Linked DNA regions of Rattus norvegicus: region 2 is linked to region 1. The links are chromatin contacts, called in public Hi-C maps. All regions are on one chromosome and are shown on one strand. The core of a region is the stretch at or near the end of the contact, and the rest is flanking DNA. Distances in the headings are between cores, read along the strand shown. Region 1 overlaps Rreb1 (ras responsive element binding protein 1). Region 2 holds the start of Rreb1 (ras responsive element binding protein 1).

Region 1 (7,942 bases), core at 1,382-3,881:
CCTTCACATGTACAGTGGTGAACTCTTTTCTTAAAGGGAAAATTGGGGAGATGAGGGGAGGAAAGACCACCTGTTCTGTGCACAGAGAGCAGCCCATCAGGTCCCTGGGAGCTTGGGCACGTCACTTCCCCGGCACAGTCATTCTCAGCTGACAGTTGGTAATGTCTGATTACCCACTGTGAAATTTTGACCACAGCTGACCACTTTTCCAATGGGCAATTGAAAGATGTGTGACTCTCCCCATTCCATTGCCTTCTAGAAGGGACCAGGGAAGGAGCAATTCAAACAGCAGTTTTATCTTTCCCAAAATCATTTCGGTTTTCCAAGGAGTATCGCCCTGCAACTGCCCTGAATTCTGGGAATGTGCAGCCCCTTGCCCTGGGCTTGCTTAGCTTGCACTCCTGCAAGGAAGACTGGAGATTCCTGATTCGGCTGCACCTTTCCCCAGCGTATCAAAAAGGCCAGTCTGAGACCTCGGGGCTCATGAAAGAATTGCAGGATATTGCCCAAAACCCTGCAAACTGCTACTGAACTTTACCCCAGCTTTTCCCCAAGCTGTAAATGTAACAGGATACTCAGTTCTATTTCAGAGAAGTACCCAGAACAGCCAGATCACTGCAGTCCAGTTGCAGACCAGGCACGTAGCTGGGTGTCAGCAGCTGGGTGTCAGTGGCACCAGGTTCAGGCACGGCAGTTGGAAGAGAAGGGCTGTGCCAGGGAATACAAGGAAGAAGCAGCCATGCGCTGTCCTTGTGGGTGTGTGTTCTTTCTTGGTTTAGCAAATGTGGAGCTGAGAGGCTTTGTTTCGGCAGTCCACAAAGCCAGGGTTGGTTTTATTTCCTCCCTGCCGTGCAGCGCCCTGAGAATCAACAGCTGTTTGCTCTTTGCTGTCAGTGGAATTACATTTGTGATAAGCCAACTTCCATATTTTTAATTGTCTGGCTTGTGGGATGAGACTGGATCTTTTTTTAACCAAAGATCATTACACCAGGCTGCTCTCAGAGCTTTGCCAATATAATAAGAGAGGCTGGTAGGCAACTAGAGGTAGACAGACTCAGAGCCAGAGGGAGAGGGGCAGGGGTAACCAGAATGTTGGGTGAAGTGTAATATCATTAGCTCAGACTGGGGGAGTGGGTATTACTGTTCCCATATATTTTAACACTCCCACCTCACTCTCAGATAGGAGAACTGAGGCTCAGAACTATGTAATCCATCAGTCAAAAGAACCATAGTCTGATCAGATTTTTAAAAATTATCTTCTTAATATTTGTGTGTCTAGTTGGTTACCTACTCTATTTGAATATTCGCAGATGAAGCAAGCTTATGATTGACCTTATGGGCTTCATTCCATCCAATGGCTGTTGTCTTTCAAATCCCTGGTTTAAGGTTGGCAAGATGGCTCAGCAAATACAGGTGCTTGCCTCCAAGCATGAAAACCTGAGTTTGATTCCAGAAGCTCACGACTGACAGAGAGCCAGCTGCCTTCTGGCCTCCCTACACAGTAAAATATACATGTGTTTGCTTCTTCTAAAATCCCAAACAGAGCTAGCCAGTCCACTGGTCAGCTTCCTGCTTTCAGGTTCCTGTCCTGCTAGCCTTCAGTGATGAGCTGTTACCCAGAACCATAGGATGAAGTACCCTCCACCCAGCAAACAAAGCCCTGGTTTGAAGAATCACCAGTCCCGGCACAGTGCCTTCCTCCACTCGTCCTGTTTGTCTGGGCGGGCCTGTGGGATGAATGCATGGGCCTTCCAGTCCTGCAGCGAGCGTCTGCAGGCAACTCTGGGTTTCGGGAAATTCTCTTACTTCTCAGTCTCTCTAGCTTCAGGCTCTTGTGTTTCTATGCCGTGGTTTCCCAGGCCTTCAACCGAAGGGTTTTCAGTGGTCTTTCTGGTGACTGGATAAGTACAAGAATCTTGGAGCCACAGAATCCCGGATGGAGACGTGGCACCATCCCACGAGAACAGTGGACCGTCCAGCAGATAATAGTCATTACTATATAGGATTTGCAGGGGGATTAAATACATATAAACTGCTTACTGCATTTCTGACATAGAGCTTTTGCCTCAGGATATGCCCCCAGCTGTTTTCTGGAAGTGTCATGTGTGAATACAAGCAGGTTTCTGGTATACTCTCCTAAGTTGAATCCTGTTTTCTGTGACTCATGGTCTTGTCTCTCCCAGTTTTAAATTCTACAGCAGGTATTCTGCAGAGGCCCCTCCCTAGACTTTCCTGTACCTGTTGTTTCCTGATAAGCCAGAACTGCTCTGGAGGTAGGGAAGGGTGGGAGTCAAGGTTAGTCTCCACCCTAAACCAGGTGACCATGCGCTACAGGTGTGCAAGGATGTTTGTCCCTCTCTTGCTCTCCTGTCCACACAGGCGTTCCTTGTACAGGTGCAGACCACCTTGACTTCTTACCCCTGTTTTCCCTAGGCTGTTTGGTAGAGGAGGATACAGGCTGCTTCTAAGCTAGGCAAGAAAGTAATGGACTACAGGACCTAGTAGCCAAGCAGAAAAACAATGTTTAGGGAAAGTCTGGCCTGCCTGGGGAAAGGGCCAGGGACTCTCTTCTCACAGCCTGGTGCCAAGGGCCAACCGTGTTCCCCTCCCAGGGGAGGAGGGTGCTGGGTGACAAATGGCTGCCAGGTGGCAGCTGCATCTCAGCCTTGTGGATTTGGCAGTTGTTAGATACTGTCTGTAAGCTATGCTCGCTGGAGAAGAGCTGCAAGGATCGGACTCCGCTTCTTCAGTGCAGTGCGCTTCCAAGAGAGCCTGTGATGAGGGAAAATGCTGCCTCCCTCCTTCCCTTGGAGAAGGAAAGAGGTGTGGGAGGAAGAGTGACAACTGCGATGTGGTTCAGTCCGGCCAGCACCACAAGACTGTCTTTCCAGCAGTTCACATTTTGTTATGGTGCTGGGGATAGAACCCAGGGCCTAAGGGATGCTGAACAGGCATTGAGCTATGGAAGGAGTGTTCTCTCCTCGCTCTTCCTTCCACCCTCCCTCCTCCTCTAGGTCCTACAAAAAGGCATGCCTCAGTGGATCCTAAGCTAGTGTTAAAGCCATAGGAGGCAGTAGTCGGGCTCCCAGACTCTTCTCTCTTCCCCTCTGCCCTTTGCCGCACATTCCTTATTGCCCAGGAGTGGCAGAGAAAAAAGCACAGGGAGGTTGTCCAGGTCCACAGAAATCCTGGCCAAAGGGCTCCAGTCTCAAAGTGAATTTTCAAAGAGTAGCTTAGGCTTGAAGAACAGCATTTGCTAGAGAAGTGGCCTGTAGGGTCCAGGACTGCATGGTCACCCATGCGTTGCAGTCTAGGCCTACCCTGTCTGAAGCTTATATCCAAAATGTTTCTCCGAAGGGACCTAGAAACCAGGACTAGTGTAGATGACTTCCTTTTTGGCTTCTCATATTTAGTTGTAGTAAACACAAAGTTAGAAGTAGATTCTGCCTCTCTGCTTCAGTGCCTCCGTGTTTGTTCAGAGCTTTGATAAGCCAGTGGCTCTCACAAAGGTTGTTGGTGTAAATCCTGGGGTGTTTTGACCTTGTTATTGACCTTCATGAGCTGGTTCTCAGGGTTGACTAAATACACTCGACCAAGGATGGCTGCCAGGCCTCCCCACAGAGATGGAGGTTTAAAGTAGAGGCCGTGAGTTTTCATTCCTGGTGAAAGGCTAGGCTGTAGGTAACTGCCAGCTCAAAACTTTCAACTTGCACGATTTTAGATAGCTCATGGTGAAGTTAACACACGTTCAGTAGAATGCAGATTTGGGATTTGGGGTTTGGATCTTCTCTCTGATTAGCCCTGGTCCAATCCTTTCTCTCGATGCTGGTCAGATAGCTACAGTTTCCATTCACCCCTACAGTTCGGACTGGAGACAACTGATGTTCTACAGTGAGCTATGTATGTTACTGAGCTTGGGCGTTCAGTCGATCTACACCATGAAAGGCATTTTGAGCCATCTCTGGGTTTGTTGGAGTGGAGCTCCACATTAGATTGAGGAAGGAGCACCCGTGCCTTTTGAGGTAACAGTGTTCACATGTCAGCTGCAGTAACACTTCTTGTTGTCCTGATAAAAGCATTAGTAAGAGTTCCTTTAAATTATATTTGTCTGTTTGACCTGTGCTATCTAACTACTAGCCTCCATCTCCTTTTTTTTTAAAGAGATGTTTATTTTATGAGTATGTGTGAATGTATTGTATATGCAGATGCCCTTAGAGGCCTTAAAAGGCTACTGGATCCCTTGAACTAGAGTCACAAGTTGTTGTGAGCCCCGCTACCTTGGAACTAGAGTCACAGGTAGTTGTGAGCCCCGCTACCTGGGCACTGGGAACTGAACCAGGATCCTCTGCAAAGAGCAGTGAGTGCTGTCACCATTGAGCTATCTCTCCAGAACCTGCCCCCTCATTCTGATACACCCACCTGGTTGGTTTGTTAATTTGTCACAATTATCTGCCCTACAACCCAGGAATGTGGACTCCTCTTACCTAAGCCTATACACAGTTTCTGTGGAAGCAGACATAACCTGGAAGACTTGTGTTCTCCTGTTTATGGATGAGTTGGAATCAGCCATTCCATAGGACCGGACCATTAAATAATTGAGGTTGAGCAGTGAGACTTCCTTTTAGCCTCCCTAAACATGAAGGCCTGAGTCCCTTTGCACAGCAAGTGAATGTCTCTCCTCCTTTGAAGGCCAGACCTGCCTCATTCCTTTGAGCAAGGCCAGAGATGAGGAAGGGGAGCACTCCCTTTCCTTTCTTGCCCAGATACAGATGAAAAATGAAAGACCAGGCCTTGGGTGATTGAAAAAGCAGAAGTGATTCATGCTAACATTGAGGGAAAGCACAACTGCACCTGTGCTCCCAAGCCCTGCACCGGGAGTCACAGTTTGTCCAAGAGAAACTTAACAGAGTTCAGAAACATTGCATCAGCTTGTTCCCCCGTATACCAGTCACCTGTATTTCATGGGCAAATGATGTCTCTCCGCTAAGTAGTTGCTTCGTCTGCATAGCAAGGTTAATCCCCAGAGATAACACTGGATGGTGATGCTGCTTTTTAAAAAATTATTATTAAATATGATGGCAGAGTTAGATGTGTCTTACTGTTTGGAATGAAAAGGCCTGGATCCATGAGGATTAGGAGGTGCCATGCACGCTTAGGGGCAAGAAACTGAGTAGAGCGGTAGCCATGGGTACTGGTGGGTGACAAGGCCAGAGAGCTAACTTGGCCCAAAGCCTGGAGAGCTTCCGAGTGATGAGTTGAGGAGTGCTCATTTCCCGTGGTGTATTGAAAGAAGAGGAAGATCATGTATCTTTCTTCCATCCCCAGATGCCCATCTCCCTCACTGCTGTACGCCACGCTTGTGTCTTAAACCTGGTCTGTGCAAAGCAGGCAGGAGTACACGCCCAGTCTCTTAGCAGCCTATTTTTATTCAAAAGGAAGCAATACAGAGTTCTCTGTAGCCCCCACAGTGCTCAGTTAAGCAGGGGTTGATGCGGCCGCATGAAGCTTGAGCCTCCTTCATTTTTACCAAAGTCTGTGCCATTGGGGTGGGGCCTGGTGACTGTCATGCGTTGCCACCCTATCCAAGGCATAACCTAGCCCCTAAGCCAAGAAACACATCAACTTCCTGGAACTCAGAGCCACCATCTCTGCTCCTTCAGAGCACATACAAGGCTTTCCCGGTTAGCAGACACAGGTCTGCCTTGGGCTTGGGGGTGGGCAGACTCAAGTTGGTGGAACGTCTAGTCGGACTAGGTTCTGCCCAGCCCACCCTTTAGATGTTTTTGTGGCTTGTCAAGTGCTTCAGTCATTCTCATACCTGAACTTCTACTCTTTCTACTTTGCATGTTGTTCTGTATTGGCCTGGTCTGGTCAGGTCAGTTCTCTCTTCACACATCCTGATGAACCATCCCTTGTATTTGTGGCCATTATAGGGGCTGACGCTGTAACCGTTTTCAGTCAAGTAGTATAAAAGGCCAAGGCATCTCGACTTACACCATATGTCATGGCAGCCTGAGGACAGATTTTTTAGATTTCATCTTCAGGAGCTGGGATGCCACCGTTTACTTTAAACTATCTTCCTTTTACCTTTCACATCTCTTGCTATCTCCCTAGACCTGGAGACAGACTCCTTAATCTTCTTCTGACTTTACATAGCATTGTCCCTTATCTGGGGGGTTGGAGGTGGGGCCGGCCTCCCCCTGCCCTTTCTCCTCCCAGAAAGACCTCTGCCTTCTGTTAGATATCTTGCCTCTGACTTTGCACAAGACTTCTGGGAAGGAAATCCAGATATTCAGCTTCCCAGACCCACCCCCAAATGCTGCAGGAAGTCTTGTCACCTTTTCTAGGACAGAACTAGAAAAGGCATCCCCACCAATCCCCCCATTTTTCTGGGCTGGTGGTGATGGAGGTTAGGGGAATCTGAAGTTCCTTTTGAAAAACTGCCTTGTATTTCTCCATTCTTTAAGTTTTATGACGCCCTTAGACCCAGTGGAGCTCAAAACAGGGAGGTGGCTCTTGTAATCCAGCTCATCCAATTCATTTACATCCTAGGTCAGAGGGTGCCGCTTTCTGAATCAAGTCTCAGCCTGACCCTTTGCTTGGAGTGTGTCCTTCCCCTTGGTTCTTTGTGCGTGTGAGGAAGCTACTTGGGCTTGCTTTCTTTCTTCACTGTCGAGTGGAGAGAGAAGGATGTGGGTCTAAATTTTAATGGGATCTTTAGATTCTGGAGATTTTTAATTCCTGACACTTGTCTCCAACTCTGAAGCGTACTTTAGTCGGAGACCTTGACAGTTTACCAAAAGATAAGAGGACCTCTCCTTTCTAGACTCTAAATTTATACTCTTGATATACTATTTTTTTCTTCAGTGGTAAGCATTGGACCCAGGGCCTCAGCATTATAGACAAATACCCCACCGTGGAAATTATACCCACAACCTCCAATTACTAGGAAATTAAGGAAAGCTTGAGCCCTTTTTTCCACAGTGGTTTAAGTGGAAGGGATGGACCGAAGACCTCAAGAATACTAGGCCAATGCTTTGTCACTGAGCTATGTACCCTAGCCCATTTGTTAATGTTTAATTGCTCTCTAGGCATTAATACATTTAGATAGGTAGGGCCGATCTGCAAGGGCATTTTGTTTGGACATTTCTGGAACCTGGATAGGAATTCTAAGTTGATATTGTTTATGTATTTGAGACTATATAGCCTAACTGGGCTGGCCTTGGACTCAGAGATCCGCCCACCTCTGTGTATGCTACCATGTCAGGCCTTTGGTTCCTATTTTAAAGGATGCTGGGCAGATAGTTACCACTGAGCTATGTGTATCCCAAATTCTTTCTCTTAAGCGTGGGTCACATAACAGTAAAACAAAGATTCTTACCCAGCTGCCCCTGGGTAGGCATCTCTCATTACTTATTTTAATAGCGAGCAAAAGTGTTGAGTATATGAATATGTCTGTGGAGGAATTTGTGCTTTTCTTCGCCTGGAGAATGCTGTGTTGTAGTCCAGACACGAGGGTCTCCATGGCTTATTCAGAGCCTTTCCTGTAAGTTGCTACTTGTTTTCCCAATACTCTAAAATTCAAAGGACTTTTCAAAGAGAATAGCATAAAGAAAGATGGAGAATGGAGTTTTGAAGTATAAAAACAGGAAAACTGCTGGAGGAATCTTGGTGTCAAAATCCACCCAGGAAGTGCGGTGGCATGTTCTCATTCACACAGATCAGTCCTGCCCAAGGTGCTTGGGGGCTGTTTGCAGCTGTCTCCAAGTGAGATGCTGGACAATAGCTATGTGGTTCACTTACACAGCTTTTTTGCAGATGCTCTGAGAAGGGAAAGAATGAGAAAACTCCAGACAACTGCATCTTGGCCTCCTTGTTTCTGTGGGCTTTTCTCCTCTTTCTGTGGTGCTGAACACAGGACCTGGAGCTCCTGTGCATGCTA
Region 2 (7,942 bases), core at 2,225-4,724, 56 kb before region 1:
CTTCCACTTGTTTAGTGTGTGTGTGCGTGCGTGTGTGCGTGTGTGCGTGTGTGTGTGTGTGTGTGTGTGTGTGTGTCTTCACATATGTACAGGCATGAATGCATATGCTTCGGTGCAAAGACTTTGATGCACAGGTGGAGGCCAGAGGATAATTTTGTGGAGTGGTTCTCTCCCTCCACTGTGGAGGTTCTGATCCATCTCAACAACCTTCAAATTCTTATTTACCTTCTAAACTATTATGATTAATCCTGCAATACATATATTTTCATTTTTTAGTATATGATTTAGTAACATTGCTGGATCCTATGGTCACTATGTTTTTTTTAAAGATTTTATTTATTATATATAAGTACACTGTTGCTGTCTTCATACAACAGAAGAGGGCATCGGATCCCATTACAGGTGGTTGTGAGCCACCATGTGGTTGCTGGGATTTGAACTTTGGACCTCTGGAAGAGCAGTTCATGCTCTTAACCACTGAGCCATCTCTCCAGCCCCATCACTATGTTTTAATGAGCTGCCATGATAGTTTTCATAATGGCTGCACCATTTTCCGTTCTCCAACTTCCTCGCCAACATTTACTTATTGGACGACTTTTTGGTTAGTGCCATTTTAGTGGCTGTGAAATAGCATCTCATCGTGGGTGATAACCCTAGTCTTCCTTTTTTATTAGGTGTTTGGTAAATATTTGTTGTATAAAGAATATTAACATTTGAACAAACCTTTGAACAGGAGCTTTGACTTGCAAGTTTATTAATTAGCTGGGAATGAGCAATCATTAGACGCTAATTCTTTTTAATAGCTTATTGTGTTTTGCTTTGGTTTGAGATAGGTTCTTACAATATAGCCCAGGCTGGCCTGGAACTCATGGAGTATTGGGATTACAGGCATGAGCTACTAAGCCCCAATTAGAATAATAATAATAAAAATCTCAAGGTGACTTTCTTCTATTGCCAGAATTATCTATAGTATAAAAATGGTGGCGACTTACCATGAGAATCCATGGCACTTTGGACATCTGAAAGTATTTTACAGAATAAACTAAATGGCAAGTAAAACTCCAACTTTGATATTGTTGCTGTTCCTGGTCCAGCTTGATGTCCTAAACTTATAATCCCAGCACCTGGGCAGTGAAGACAGAAGGATGAGTCTAGCTAGCCTGGTCTACAAGAGCCAGTGTCAGACAAAATACCATGAAACAAACACCAAGAGACAAGTAAGCAGGTAGCATTTTCAGAGTGCCCATTCTGACCCTCCTGTTTGGACAGCTTATACATTGGAAGCCCAAGAGTAAGAATTTCTGGTATGGCCATGTAAACTATTGTTTTAAAACCAGCCCATCACCTCCTCAGCAGACAAGTCCTCAGGACAATGTTTGATAACATTTGAGAGACAGGATCGAGGTGGTAGGAGGCATAGAGGAGTGGAGCTAGCTGCTGGGTGTGGCGCACACACCTTTAATCCTTTTTTTTAACACCTGGGAGGCAGAAGCAGGTAGATTTCTGTGAGTTCTGGGCCAGCCTAGTCTACGTGAGTTCCAGGATAGCCAGAGCTACAGAGTGAGATCCTGTCTCAAAAAACAAAACCAAAAAGAAAAAGAAAAGAAAAAAGAAAGAAAGGCGGTAATGCTAAGGCTGGTGGCGTACTTGCTAGCAAATAACAAACAGGGAACAATGATTCTAGGGTCATACGCTCAAGGTCATCCTCAGCTAATGAGTTCAAGGCCAGCCTGGATACTTTGGGGGGGGGAGGAGAGGGGGGGGGAATGCCACTGCTAAAAATTTCACCAGATAGAGTTTTGCTCAGTAAACAGGAGACCCTGGGAAAAGTAACAGGTTCTGAAAACTTATTTTTGATGACTGGAAGTCAAACAGTTCCCTCCCAGCCTGTGGTTTAGCCTACTTATCTCAAGTCAGGGGTAATGGTCCAACTGCTTTTCTTTAGTTCTAGAAAATTCTCTCTTGGCTAGGCTTCATTTGTTCATTCAATCCCCAGATAGACACTTCTGTTGTCAGTCCCCAAACTAGAATACATTAGAAGGAAGGTTTCAAATTAAAGCCCATAATGAGCTTTACAACTGTAGGGTGTTCAGGCATTCCAAGAGGAGACCGTGGGGTGGAGCCAGGGCAAAGGTCATAGCAAATAGCGTGTAGCAAGCTTTCTGCATGTATAACATCAACTAAGTAGTCTCGAATGCGTAATTCTACAGTCCTATTTTCTGTGCTTTTATCTTCAGAATTGGTGTGTGTGTGTGTGTGTGTGTGTGTGTGTGTGTGTGTGTGTGTGTGTGTGTGTGTGTGTAGGTAACTATTCAAAAGATGTATCCAAAACTGAGAACAAGTCCCTTTTGGAACCTAAGTAGAAACCGGCTTACTGGTTGGAAACATGTCAGCTGCTTTATGGAGGAAGCACAGCTGAGGCCTGGTTTCCCTGGGCTCTGTGATAACTTGGGCCAAGGCACCGTGCTGGCTTCAGGAGCCCCGGGGATGGAGAGAAATTCGCAGGAGGACCCGCGCTTTTCACAGTTGAAACAGGAGCCCTCTGAGAGAAAGAGATATTGCATGTGGCTTCCCTGACGCCTTGAAGGGAGACGTGGATGACACAGCACCAGCCATTCCGTCGCGGGGTGGGGACAAGGTGGCGGTAGACGCCATCCTTAGGCCCCTCGCGGGCAGGCAGCCTCTGCTGAAGCATCATGTGTAGAGTGGGAGAGAAGGCAACGTGATAAAAGTCTAGGGCCCTTAGGTTTGTTAGAAGAGAAGCACACTCCTAAGTCGCTGCGCTGGTGGGAAGGACCAACTTGGGAAAGAAACTGCAAGAGGTTGGGGGCGGGGTGAAGCGCCTGCTCTTTAATCTCCGGCCCCATCCTCTACTCGCCCCACCTGGATGCAGGGCGAGGACCGCGTACAGAAGGAACTGTGCGGTTGAGACACCGCTTTCAGATTCAGGGGAGCGGCGCTTGATCTGGGGTCCACCGTCACCACACCACCCTCTCTCGGGCCTCCCAGGCGTCCCCCCAAGCTCCTCTCCGCATCTCTGCCTCTGTTAAAATAGTGAAACAAACCCTGTTGTAAAGTGATGGAAAGCCGCGGGCTGAGAGCCACTGGCCGTGAGGGGCTGGAGAGGAGGGGGCGCGGTGGCTGGAGATAGTGGCCACCAGTGAGCGCTGGGTGGGTTGGAATTGCGCTCAGCTGTAGCGGCCGAGACCCTTCCCCTCCGGCTGCCGGGCCCGCCCCTGGCCCCGGGCGCCTTAGGAGGGCGTGGGGCAAACTTGGGGCTGCTGTAGGGGGTGAGGTGAGGACTCCACCTCCACTCATCCCAGGATAGTGGCAACTGCGGTTGCCTAGTTAAAACTGGGGTGGGGGTGACGACAGAGACAGCCGGGTACCGCGGTCCTCTCGACTCCCCCAGCTCGTTCTGCCGCGGCTGCTGCGGCAGCTCTGTAACACGTCCCTAGGAGACTCGCAGGAGCAACACGTGATGTGTCTACTTATCAGGGTGAGAGGGGGAGAGCGAGTCTCCGAGCGTGCGGGTGAGGAAGCGGGGCGGGGGGCCGAGGCGGGGGCCGGGAAGACGGCTAGGGCAACGGGGTCGCCAGCTCCTCGCCCACCTCCCTCCCTATGGGAGAAGAGGAGGAGGGGAAGTGACTGCGGAGTTGATGAACTTTGCACATCCAGAAACGCCATTTTGATTCCTTTTCCGGAACAAGTTTGCATGTCTCCTCGTTCTCAGCCCGAAGCCCACCGGTCCCCACCGCATCATGCCTGGGAGCCCAGCACCCTGCCGGGCCGTAAGTACGCGTCCCGGGTCCCCGCTTGCGGTACTCTGGTGGCTGCGAGATGCCCGGAGCATTGCCGGAGCGACCTTTTAAAGAACTTTTTGGGGATGGGGAGGGTGAAGTGTGCAGAGCGCGGTGTACTTCTGAAACTCGGCGTTTGGCAGAAAGGACCCGCGCACCCCACGCCTGGCAGCATGCGCTCGGTTGGGGCTGTGGGGTAGGGGAGCCGGGATGAGCTGGGCAGCCCTCTCCCCTCCGGCTGCGCGCCCGGCCGCTCCTCCTCCTCCTCCTCCCCTTCCTCCGCTCCTTTCCCCTTCCCGAGCTGCCGGCTCTGCCAACCAGCTCCTAGCGCGAGCCGCCGCTGCGCCCCGCCAGCAGGACCTGATGCGCATCCATATTAGCCGTCCGAGCGCAGGAATCCGGCCCGACCCGCGCCGCCGAGTTTATTTTTAACCAGCCCTGCCGGGACTCGGATGGTACGCGCACCGCGGGCCAGAAACATCTTCCCAGCGCTGCTCTCCATCTTCCGCCCTCTCTCCCCCGACATCCTCCCCCCCATGTGGGAGGGGAAACTTTTCTCCTACATACTTTCTAGTCCCTCTCGGGTCGGGAAGCACGGAGATGACCGAGCCAGTCCGCCGCCGCAAGGTATCCGGGGGTGCCCACCCGGGGTGCAGGCACGGGGGCCGTGCGTTCGGGGCTGCTCGGTGGGAGCATCCGCCGCGCCCTGCTCTGCGGACTTTGATCCTCCCGGGCGGACGGCGCCGGCCGGGAGGGGCGGCAGGCAGCCCCGCGCCCTCTGCGGGCTCCCGGCTGGCGGCGGGGCTCTGAGCGACCACCGTCGCTGGGGAGGAGGGGAAGCGGCGACCCGGGCCGCGCCGACGCGTATTGTTGGTGACTCTGAGGCTGGCTGGGTACGAGCTTTGGGGGAGCCCCCGGCGTGGGGCGAGCCTGCATCGCGGAGGGGGGGCTCGCGCCCGGCGCCGTCACGAGCACAGGAAGGAGGCCGGGAGCATCCGAGGCGGGGCCGGCGCCCGCCCCACCGCCCAGCTGTGGAGCGCGCTCGGAAACTTTTGTCCGCCACCCGCTGGACCAATTTTTCTGGAGTTCTGGGGCTTCGCTTTTTCCTCACACCTCGGCCTGCACAGCCAAACGAGGAGGGTGGGGGAAGCCGGTGTCCCCCGGGGGAAGCACCGACGCCTACGAGAGGCACGGGCCCCCCATCAGGCCCAACTCCCCGCGCCCCCTCCCCGTTCGCGGTCTCTTAGGAAACTGCGACCTTAATGGTTGCTAAGGAGCAGGGGAGGTCCTTCCCGTCGCCGGCCCCCTCCCCGGGAGGCGGTGTGTTTTCTGTACAGGGCCAGGGTCGCATCGAGGATGTGACTCGCTCTCTGGCCCCGGGTGAGTGCGGGGCGCGGCGACGGTACCCGCGGGCAGCCGGCCGAGGTCTAGGGGACTGGGGACCCCACTGGGCTCCGGCTCCACCGCTTGACAGGCGCCGCGTGTTGCTAGCTGCCCTCGTCCGCGGTGCATCCGTGATGGGTTATAAAAGAGGAGGAAAGTTATTTTTCCTTGCTCAGCAGATTTGCCCTCCCTCGCTCCTTACTGGTTAAGAGATAGAACGTGAGCCCAGATCCGGACGAGCAGTTCACATTCCATTACGAAATTCTACACGGCTTCAGAGCCAGCAGCAGCACACATTCGGGGCATTTCGGAGATGATTTTCTTCTTTGGGGGATGCTGGTAGTGGTGGTGGTAGACACCGATACGGGGGTGTATAAAAAGCAACTTTTGTCGGGGTGTCGAAAACCTTACCCTCGGGTTTCCATCATTAGACTACGCAACACTCGGTCTTGTTTTAGAGTTTAGAGCTAAGCATATCCTTGTTAAAGCCTATGGGAAAAAAGTTTGTTGAATAAAGATGTTGGAAGTTGGCAAAGTATTTTTGCAAATGATTCTGCAAAGGCTTGTTGCTTGTGCATCCCCCTGGTTGTGAGATTGCATTTTGAGATAATATGGTGGTCTGTGTCTGCGTGTGAGTTGTTGTGCAATAGTTAATTGGAGTGGAAGGTGGAGAAATGCGAACAGCCACGAAAAGAATGTGTTGATGTCTTCTAACATCCTCTAGGTTTGATGCTTTCTTGAGTAGGCAGGTATAGTTTGTAATTTAACCCGGAAGTCTGGGTTGGAGTCTAAAGTCTTGGTTAAAACTCTTAAGAAAATTCTGTAAACTCTTACAGAATCCATGGCGTTTTTGTGGCAAGAGTTTAGTATACTCTTCAAACACGTGCAAGGGTGGACTCGTTTAGAGGTTTAGAGTTGCTTTTTTATTTGTTTTGTTTTTACCTCTGCCCATTGGGTTATCTGCTGATGGGTCTTGCTTTGATGTATTTGGTTACACTGAATTAAACATCTGAATGGCTCTAATCAAGTTTTAAATGTGTGAAGAAAAAAAAAACCTTCCCTAATTTTCACGGGAGAGAGGGAGAAGAGGAGTACTTTGATTTAATTGTTTCTTTCTCCACTTTGGGTTAATTAACTTGCACCGTCTCAGTCTTACAAAGTGTTTTTAAGGTAAGATGGCTGTCTTCTCAGCACGTTTTGTTTTTAAGAAACGCTTTCCTCACTAAGAAATGCCGCTGATGCCCAGTGGTACATGGAATATTATTCTCGGCCGTTTCCCTGGATACCATTTTATTTCTCATCAGAAACTCAAGACAGTGTAACCCTTACCGTGGACGTGATGGGAGTCATTTGTCTGACTCAGCTGGTACAGGTGCTGCATCCATTCCTAACCATTTACATCATCGAGCAAGTGACCTTTTCATGGAAGGGGCCTATACTTTAGATTTATTGGGGGGGGGGGAGTCTGAGAGAGCTTATTTGCATCCAGTACAGGTAGGAAGGAGGGAAGTGAAGCCAAAGTGTTATTAGTTCTCATCTGATCAACAGCTGTTTATTGCATCTGCTCCTAAGTCAGGCACCAGCTAGCAGCTGTTAACAAACGTCTGGGTTGTTTGTTGTTGCTTGTTTGTTTGTTTGTTCACTTCTCTGTTTTGAACTGCTGCTGTCCTGGTTCACTTCCCCGGGTGAGTTTTGAAGCCTTCCTTGCTATTGTGTGCTCACTGGCTAACATCACTTAACAGCTTCAGCTCAGTAAATTTCCTGGTTAATGAAGTTGAAAAAAAATTTCTGTCCTCTTAGAGTTTTGCATGGCACAGTTAATATAAACTTTAACAAAAATTGGCCAACCGGTCTCTCTAGAAGCAGTTGGAAGTGGGTTCTTTTGATGTTTCTATTCATTATCCTTCTGAAAAGTAGGTGGTGCTTAGAAGGTCAGGATAAGGGTTGCTAAGCAGCTAAACAGAAGGATGCTAAAATTAACTGAAGCTTTTTTGAAAGGGAGCCCTTCCCTGTTTTACATTATTTACTAGGTTTAATTAATTTCTGAGTCTTCCATGATCTTTGATCTAGGAAGGTAGGATGTTAACGTTGGCTTTTGTTTTTGTTATTATATTCAAATAATCTTTCTTTTGTAAGTGTCTTTAATTGAAGTTCAGTATTCTCTCAGTATTCTCTTGACTCTGTGCTGTGGTGTCAAATGGCAGCTTGTCTGAGATGACTTTCTTGTCTAAGAGGTTGAACTTCCCCTCTTGTTACTCATGTATAACCTCACCTGCTTTTGCACTAATGACAGATTTTTCTGTTTTGGAAATTCTACGTAATCCACAAAGTGATGTTTTTACCATTGTGTTTTATTAAACATATTTGCATTCAAAAGATAGAAGTGCAATGTAGTATCAACAGTAACGACAATATAGTCCCTCCTGAAGAGAGGACAATAGCTCTCTTTCCTCCAAGATAAGATTGTGGATGTGCCTGTTCCTGGTCCTCGTTACCCTGCTTCTCTGTCTCTGTCTGTTCAACCTAGCTCATAGATAACCTTTAAAGCACTCTAGGTCTAGAATATATTTGCAAGGACTAAACAGATGTTAGAAGGCAAAAGTATTATAGCTTGTGTGTTGTCTTAAGTGTGTTTCAAGGTTTTTGAGGTTTTTCATGGAGATGATAGATGCAAGTGGGGTTGAACTGGTGGCTGGAAACTATCGCTTCTGTTGAGTGGCAGGCCTGCTGCAAAGCCAGAAGCTTCCCTGCCTCAAGGT

What was found. A called contact is a pair of places that touch in the nucleus more often than the background predicts.
Region 2: a contact with region 1 is called in a Hi-C map of psoas muscle, with 1.6 times the contacts expected there. The contact joins the promoter of Rreb1 here to the enhancer-like site in region 1. A contact is called at or near these places in 2 of 12 Hi-C or Micro-C datasets (liver and psoas muscle).

What each region holds. Positions count from the first base shown.
Region 1 is chr17:27,146,865-27,154,806 of GRCr8, reverse strand. All of the region lies in intron 1 of Rreb1 (ras responsive element binding protein 1), which reads left to right. Among named protein-coding and RNA genes, the nearest start is that of Rreb1, 57 kb to the left of the region's middle. Within about 2 kb of position 2,631, at least 6 of the 93 cell types and tissues checked have an H3K27ac peak or open chromatin away from gene starts, as enhancers often do. A contact at or near this core is called in liver, where this site is marked.
Region 2 is chr17:27,203,593-27,211,534 of GRCr8, reverse strand. It overlaps Rreb1 (ras responsive element binding protein 1), which reads left to right and starts at 3,474. Exons shown (of 12, transcript NM_001107348.2): 1 at 3,474-3,791.